Regions from separate parts of the Mus musculus genome. Here region 2 is linked to region 1. Evidence: chromatin contacts called from public Hi-C data. All regions are on one chromosome and are shown on one strand. Each heading gives the region's core, a stretch centred on a gene start, on an enhancer-like site or on the middle of the called end of the contact. The rest is flanking DNA. Distances are from core to core; before and after follow the strand shown. Region 1 has its middle 160 kb from the start of Gm31135. Region 2 has its middle 19 kb from the start of Gm31463.

Region 1 (4,309 bases), core at 254-2,753:
AGCTCTATGCTCACCTAGACCAATGCCAGCATGGTTTCTTTGTCAAGCAGCAGCGCCTTTCCTCCTGGACCAGGCCAGCGTCCATTCACAAGCACTTCCTTTCCCTTGGTTCTTCTCTTGTGGAATCCTGCTTTTTTTTTTCCCTCCACATTATTTTTTATTAGATATTTTCTTCATTTACATTTCAAATGCTATCCCAAAAGTCCCCTATACCACTTCCCCCGTCCTGCTCCCCTACCCACCCACTCCCACTTCTTGGCCCTGGTGTTCCCCTGTACTGGAGCATATAAAGTTTGCAAGACCAAGGGGCCTCTCTTCCCAGTGATGGCCGACTAGGCCATCTTCTGCTACATATGCAGCTAGAGACACGAGCTCTGGGGGTACTGGTTAGTTCATATTGTTGTTCTACCTATAGGGTTGCAGATCCCTTCAGCTCCTTGGGTGCTTTCTCTAGCTCCTCCATTGTGGGCTCTGTGTTCCATCCAATAGATGACTGTGAGCATTTGTGGGGTCCTTCTTAGAGCCACATGTGGATACATGGTTGCTACACAGAATTCTATCCAGAGTCTGTCCATAGGCTTTGCATTTGGCATTGTAGGGTGTATTTAAAGTGGTTTTTTGAGGTTTATTTTTTCCACTACCAACTCACGCTTACTTAAAAAAAATAGCTATAAAGAAAGAAGAGAGTAGAGCCGGTGGGTGAAAAGGTGCTTGCTGCCACAACTGGCAGCCCAAGTTCTATTCCCAGAACCCGCACGATGAAAAGAAAGGCTCCTGCAAGGTGTCCTCTGACCTCCACTCATGCGGTTTGATACATGTGCTCACACACATACACACATTTAGATATGGAGAAAGGGATGGAAATGGCCCATAGTTTGGGCACCTGTTATACTAACAGTACAGTTCTTTATTTTCTGATTTGCATAAACTACTATGCCACATAACAAGCTGCCCCCTCTACATTTCTTTAACTCAGTACACATCTTTTCATGCCATTAAAAGCTTATTTATATCCTTATAACACAAACATAGCACTAGAATCATTTTGAGACCCTACGATGTTGTTACTATGTGTCACAATTTGCAATGCTTCATGTGAGTGCCTTTTATCTCTTGTTTTGTGTTCCCCTTTACTGGGCCCTTCAGCTCAACACAAGTTAACATGCTTTCCTTATCCCAGTCTCCTCCCTGAGTCCCGAGGTCAGCGTCTGACACATAATGGAGTTTCAACATTTCCTGTTGAGTGAATGAGTGAACGAGCAGATGAATGACTGACTCCATCAATCAAAGCCATCCCCCCTCCTCCTTTTTCTGAGCATACAGACCCTCCTGGGCCCTTGGAACAGCCATACATTTCTCTGTGGTTGGCTGTCCATCTGGAAGCTGCATGTAATAAATGCCACATCACAGGAAGTTTAAAAGGATGAAAGAGATAGTATTTATAAAATACTTAACTTCTCTAGAAGGACAATCCCAGCCAAGTCCAATGAGTGTACTGTTATCACAGACTCTGCTCAGCCCCATTAATCACACGCGTTTCTCTGGCTTGCATTTTCTCTGAACAGCTGTGTGTCTAACAGTTGTTCCCTGGAAGCATTTCCTGGAAGCTGAGTTGGAGCACTAGCCTCTGTGAGTGAGTGTCACACTTTTTCAGAATAGCAGGGTGTTTTACACTAATTAAAAAGGTGATTCCCCGCCCCCAATCTGCTCAGGTCGGGTTGGAAGTTATTACCTTAATTTTGCCACCAGGAAACTGACACAGAGAGACACCTACTCACACAGCATTAGATGGAAGATAATAGAGGGAGAACTTGAATTTGAATCTTCTGATTTTCTATCTACTCAGTGAATTTACCTTATTAGACTTTTTAAGTCTGTAGAAAAATAAACAAAATTCTTATAAAATAATATTGAGTTTTAAGAATAAACCATTGGCTTCAGGGTATCCAGGTCAGAATGCTCATTAGTGAAATTTCTTAATTACAATGTATTTAACAGAGAGCCTTCATATGGAAGGTTGTGGTTCCCACCCTGTAGGCTTTTAAACCTAAAGCATAATATCAAAACATGCAGGATGCTTGGGTCTGGTATGGCAGACTCACAGGGCACAGCCCAGATAGATGCTAATGTTAGAGCACTCTTGTTACACTGGAAACATGCTTGCTGTAGTTTTCAGCAGTAAACAGATTGCCTATGAAAACCAGACCAGGATGGAGATTGGCTGATTTCTCTCTCTGTTTATTCTAGTATTTGCTGGGCAGTAGGCTTCTGAGAGGAACAAGGAAAGTGAGACACTGTTTCTTGCAGAAGTGCATTTCTTTGGGAAGGATCTGAAACAAATGGCTGGAAACACTGTAAGATCCTTTAAGACTGTATCCATCGGGAGGTAGAACATGCAGGCTTGGAGGAACAGAGGGCAGTTATAGGTGGAAACAATGGAGGATCAGGAGGGGGGTGACAGTGGGTGGCAGGGGCATGGCTCTTTGAGGAGACACCTTTGAGCAGAGACCTGAGTCTAAGAGAGGAAAGTGCCAATGGCCATCACACAGACACCAGGCCCCTCCCCCTGCCTGATATGTTATTATTAGCATTTCCCTTATTCTTAAGATGCACATATACTCATGTAGTTTGGAGTACATATGTGAGTATAGTTTTTGTTTTGTTTTGTTTTGTTTTTTGTTTTTTTTTTTGTTTTGTAGAGGACAAAGTAAAACATTGAATGTCTTTCCTCAGGTTCCAGTCAGCTATGTTTTGTTTTGTTTTGAGGCAGTGTCTTTCACTAGCCAGGAACTCCCTGAGTAGGCTAGACTGTCTGTCCAGCAAGCCCCAGGCATTCACCTGGGCCTCCTTCTACTTCCCCAACACCACTACTTCCCCTTTGTCCCTTTCGCTGTTCTTTCAACAAGTCCACTGTTGCTTCTGCTGCAGCTTATTAGGTCACTCAACCTGGAAGGAGCCTGCTGCTAGGCACTCCCTTGACCAGGGGAGGGCCCAGGGAGTAACTCCTGAGGTTGTGGTGCCAGCCCACGAGTCCGACAGGTAGAGGATGCCTGGACGTACTGTCCTAAGAACACATACTCCTGCAGATTCTAGAACTCTCTTGGGAGCTGTAGGAGAGGCTGAGAGGACTGGTAACATGGCATTGTTGAAATCACCGTCCTGGCAGCAGTGGCCCTCCTCCTTATCTTGTTTTAATTGCCTTGCTTGTATTTGGCACCAAATGAAGGAAGGGATATAGAAGCAGGGCCTTACCAAAACAATGATCCCTTCCTGAGTCGTCACTGCCTTCTGGAACATACTTTTGGCATCACTTGGGGACATTTCAATCCTGGAAGGCAGATAGATAAATCACGTTTAATGCCGTCAGGATGCAGCCTTCTCTTTCTGGGTCTCCGACCCCTAAAAGAACACAGGAATTAAATGAGTTGCTTCTCTCGATTCCTAACAGCAGCTGCTGAGCCACGACGCCAGCCAATTCTTCTGCGAGGCTGTTTCCAATTTCTGTACCTCTCTTTGCCATTCTGGCTCTGTTTGGAAAGTAAAGAAGGTTTCTAAATATTTTGAACCCCGGGGTCCTCTGTGGCTTTCTTATGTCTTCTCCCCTTTCACCAAAACATAAAGCAAACACAATTATTTGCTTGGGTAACTCATTCTTTTCTATTCGCGTGGTGGGATGGAACGTAACCCAACAAATCCGTCTTCTCCTGCGTCTGTCACCATCTTCCTGATGTAAGAGGTGTAGAGCCACCACAAGGAGCATTTGTCTCAGAGGAGGCAGCACAGATGGGTTATCTCAAAGAGGAAGCATGTGAGAAAAGGCGCCGGCCCAGAGCTCCAGAGAGGCAAGGTGCAATTAGGAACTTGCTCATTCCCTTTCTACTTCCCTAATAGGGCATCACTGGTAAATGGTAATTAAGACACAGCTCTGAGGCACGACAGTGGGACTCTCACAAATGGACCAACTCGTTTTGTCAAAATCATATCCAAAGCCTCTTTGATCCCACCTGTGAGCCACACCTGTTTCTCTCTTGGGCTCAGTAGCCTGTCTAGGCTGTGCAAATTCTCTTGCCTTCCTCCATTGTACCCAGGCGCACATACACCTGTTGCCCTAGACCAAGTTCACTGGCTTTGATCTCCAGGCACTGTAGGAGCCCTCAGCTGTGACAGGATTTTGGTTAGGCTTCACTGCCCTGGAATGCAGGTCTCAAGGGCTCTGCCCCTGCAGATCTGATAATGAACGTTCCAGGAGGGGAGCCTGGTATGTTGGGATGTTCCAAAGACATTTTTCATACCTTTATTGTTCTGGGAA
Region 2 (4,461 bases), core at 1,892-4,391, 230 kb before region 1:
GTCTTCTCGCTAGAGAAAAAAAAAAACAAGCCAGTTTGTTGCACCAACTGGAAAAAACATCAAGAGACCCAGGTCTGTAAAGAGCTGCAAATGGCATCAGACATCTAACTGGTTTCCATGTGGTCAGTTCTCAGCTTGGCTTCTCGCAGGTCAGAAGCTGAGCTTGCCAGAGGGGGGTGCAGATTGGGGTTTGGGGATGCATCTGTCACCTGTCATTGCTAAGTCTCTTTTCTGGAGTTGAAAGGTCCTGGGTGTCTTAGAGATGCTCATCTGTTGTCACTTCCAGCTTACACAGCAAATGAGGTTTCAAGTCACCATCATCAGATGCTGCATCCTATAGAACAGGAGGTCAGCTCGGTGCAGAGTCTGATGTCACGGCGGAGGTACCTGTCCTCCTCATTACCAGTCTACACTGTCTTTTAGCCAATGACGTGTGGGAAGCCAGGCTGAGGACTTTCAGTGCTGCTCAAGCAGACAAACATTTACAGGCAGCATCCTTGTAACAGCTCTCAGAAGCCCATCACGTCTTCATGTGGAGAGTGATTTAGAGTAATTAAATATAGTAGTCAGTGGGACAGAAAGCAGAAAATTGCATAGAATAAATTAAATACCTTTTCCCACTTGGAAAAGGAAACAGACACCTTTGGTGATCTGGAGCAGTCTTTTCAAGAAGAGACAATTAACTCCTTTTCTATCTGTTTCTCAAAAAAAGCTATTTAATGACAGGGTCCTCTGCCTTGCAATGCAGCACGGAACATTTTCATCAATCATTTGATCTACTGACATATGTTTGAATTTGCAGAACAAACTTTAAGAAAGCTACAAATCAGGTGTTCTCAATATTGTTATTTTCAGAAGTGGGGGAAAATGTTTGTTTTCACCCTGTCACAGATGAAAATATAGTCTGGCACTGAAGGCTGATCTGGAGCACCAGCAGGCTGATCTGGAGCACCAGCAGGCCGATCTGGAGCACCAGCAGGCCGATCTGGAGCACTAGCCTGGAGAAGGATCCCCAATCAAGCTGGTGTTCTGCCAATGAAAGGAAACCACCCTAAATTTGGATTTTCTGGAAATTCGGATATCAAGTTGACTTTCCGAGGCCCTCGGGGTTATTCTGCATCAGTGAGATCTGAGTGTGTGGTCAGAGGAGACAGAGAAGCTCATTCCTCAGGGCTGGAAGGACAGGAGGTGACTGGCTAAGGGGTCACAAACACTCCAATCCCTTTTCATCTTGAGCCGCACCTGCCCCTTCTGTGGTCCCCTAGGGTAAAGCAAAGAATTCACCCAGTGTTTCTTACTCATCTGTTTCCTGACCAGCAAGGAGTAGGTCAAGGAAATGTAAAATCACAACTGTGGCTTTAAAACAAATCAAAATTCTGAAATTCGCACACTTTTAACGAGCACGTTCATGTCAGGTACAGCTAGCTCCATTCCTGATTCTACTTGTAAATTGTGTCACTTTCCTGTCTTCTTTCTCAAAACACCTGTGAAGTTCATCTTAACTAGATTTCTCTTGTAAAACACAGGGGAGCTGGAGGCAGCGAATCTCAGTCCGGGCAACATCTGCCCTGAATCTGAACTCACTTCTAGTCCACAATACAGAAAAGCAAAAATGAAACAAAGCAAAACGCCACAAGCAAACACATAGAAAAGATGCCAGTCTTCATTTATTGCTTCTGTGTCATCACCTCCGTGTAACCTAGGATATATGAGGCCTCAAGAAAGCTGCTTTTTAATGTATATAACTACATTTAGAAGGCAAAATGGACCAACTCAACTATTCCAACAAGTGGGTTTTCAGCATGTTGGATTAGACTAGGTGACACGGCCCTCAGAACAAGCCCAGGCATGTTTCTGGCTTCCGATAATAAACTTGATGATCCCTCATGGGTGTGTGTGTCCTTCTGTGTCCCAGGCAAGGAACACAGCAAGCTCTGTACTCAGGGGGAAAAGATCTCTTTTGAGCTTGGACATATACCTCCATTCAGAGGTTGCTTAGAAATGGATGTACCCCTCTTTGCTAGCAGACATGGTCGCCAGGTGTTTCCATTTTCCTTCATTACACAGTAAAAGAGTAAAAGGTACAGAAGTATTTACTTGTTCGTGGCAACATCGTTTATCTTACAGAACCTCAACAGCAGTCGGCTAGCAGGATATTTAGATGAAACAGAAGATGGGAAATCTGAAAAGACATTCGCAGTTGGACACAGTTTTGTTAGTTTGCTCCTGAGGAATGTTTGCAACCTTTTCAGTTTCTCAACTTGGTTAAAAGCATCCAGAGGGTTCTGAGGCCAGGGCTGTTCACTGCATCCCTAGCACATGGGATGTGGTGCTGCAGGCACAGTGATCATGCACGGAGAGAAAGGAAAGTTAAAATGAACACATTGCCTTAGAAAATGGACTCTGCTTTTCTGCAGGTCTCCTAGTGGGCTGAAATGCTAGAGGTGGCTTTTCCTCTTTAGAAGGCTGAGAAAGGTTCATTTTGTGTAACTGTTGCCAAAAACCCAGCATGCCAGGGGGCTCTCTCTCAGTTCCACGAGCTGAGCTCAGCCTCACAGAGATGGAGGGACAGCTCTGCCTGCTGCATCCTCTATTTTTGTTTCACTAACTACATTCTATAAAGACACATCATAATGGCAACATAACAGCAGCTTTATGCTCCAACATAATGATTAAAGAATATCAATAATGCAGGCCCCAAGCAGAGCACAGACAGGACCATTTCCTTCTCAGTCTGGAGGAAGCTGAAAGGAGCCATCGATGAAGCCTACGGTCCATCAGCCTCGAAATCAATAGAATGAGCCACTGCACACACAGCACAACCCATTCAAACCATCCTGGCCTTTTTGCCATCTCCAGGAGTAGGGAATCCATCTTCCCAAATAGACTTTGATTTTAGAGCATTTTTTAGGGTACCAGACAACAAAAAACCCTGTTTGCTCTACTGCTTGCAATAGTGGAACAGTCATGAAGAGGTTAGGCATTTGAAGTTTATTTTCTTGGTATGGAGCAAACCACAGAATAGATAAAACCGGTTTATGGCCTACATCTGGTTGGATCATAAAACATAAGGCGGTACAGTCAAGAATGTGCAGCTGTGAGTACTGTAAACCCTGACTCAGGGTAGCAACCTCGATAAGCACAGGGCTCGGGGCGAGGCAGCTCCCTCTTGCCTCCTTGGGTATTTACGACGTGCAGACATTGGAACAAGGGGGCTTACTAATTAATCATGCTTGTTGTTGTTATCGTTCTTTGTTTGGATTGTTTTATTTCATTCTAGATAGAGCTATCGTGCTCCCATAAAACGTCCATACTTTATTTTATATGGATGTCAGGATTCTCTTTCTTTTTAGATTTACTTTTATTTTCAATTACTCGCGCGCGCGTGCGTGCGTGTGTGTGTGTGTGTGTGTGTGTGTGTGTGTGTGTGTGTGTGTGTGTGTGTGCGTGTATGGGTATGTGCACATCAATGCAAGTTTCCAAAACATTGGCTCTCCCCAGATCCAGATCTGGAGTTATAGGTAGTTGTGAGGCATGCATTGTGGGATACTGAGAATTGAACTTGGGTTCTCTGCAAGAGCAGTACAGGCTCTTAGCCATGACTCCGGCCCCGTATACCAGGATGCTTCATAGCTGCTTTCTAGAGAAATGTGATGGTTATTCTAAGGCCTGGGGAAAGTTTAACGTGAATATTTTCATACCTGCAAGAGGGTTATTGTGTCAGTGAGTGCAGAACAGGACACTTGAGGTGTTGTGAAGAAGCTGAGGTGATAAAGAGGCTTCAGCAATTCAGTAGAAAGATCACATCTTCACTTCTGGAAAGTTATTCCCTACAGCACCAACAACAAATTGCTGCTCATCTATTTATCAGAAAAGCTGGGAGCACCAAACTAGTTTGTGAGGTTCCCACACGGCGTCTTCAGAGCTCACCACTGCCATGCTACTGACCTTTGTTTCCTTTATTGAGACAGGGTCTTACATAGCCCAGGCTGGCCTTGAACTCATTACATAGTTTAGCTTGTCCTTGAACTCTTCATCCTCTTGCATTCATCTCTCACATGCTGGGATTGCAGTGTGTACCACTGCACACAGCTTACCCTAGCCTGCATTTTTAAGAACTATCTTTCACTTGTAGTAGATGGTGGAAGTGGGGGTGTTGGAGGGTCTAAAGTAACCATGGCCTGTGATTCATGGAATGAAACACCTGGTCTGGTGGCCACCATCCTGCTTCCTGGAAGTGTGGGGTGTGGTAGGTACAGACATTAGCCATCCAGGGACCCTCTTGAACCCCTCTATTCCACCAAGGTGAGAGGAGACCATTGTGCTGTATTAAGGCACAGATGGGTATGATCTGGGGGTGTACTGGTGATAGAGGAAAGGGACATGTGGAACAGCATGGGATGGAAAGAGAGCAACCGATGCAGTAGGTATGAATATTATATGTAAACACAGTGACATTGA

The links. Hi-C and Micro-C count contacts between places; a contact is called where the count stands out from the background.
Region 2: a contact with region 1 is called in a Hi-C map of uterus, with 2.7 times the contacts expected there. The contact joins two enhancer-like sites. A contact is called at or near these places in 1 of 15 datasets of contacts at CTCF or cohesin (the NIH/3T3 cell line) and 6 of 484 Hi-C or Micro-C datasets (the HPC-7 cell line, nephron progenitors and uterus).

The regions. Positions count from the first base shown.
Region 1 is chr8:8,325,440-8,329,748 of GRCm38.p6, reverse strand. No RefSeq gene overlaps it. Among named protein-coding and RNA genes, the nearest start is that of Gm31135, 160 kb to the left of the region's middle. Within about 2 kb of position 1,503, at least 24 of the 459 cell types and tissues checked have an H3K27ac peak or open chromatin away from gene starts, as enhancers often do. A contact at or near this core is called in uterus, where this site is marked.
Region 2 is chr8:8,555,006-8,559,466 of GRCm38.p6, reverse strand. No RefSeq gene overlaps it. Among named protein-coding and RNA genes, the nearest start is that of Gm31463, 19 kb to the left of the region's middle. Within about 2 kb of position 3,141, at least 30 of the 459 cell types and tissues checked have an H3K27ac peak or open chromatin away from gene starts, as enhancers often do. A contact at or near this core is called in uterus, where this site is marked.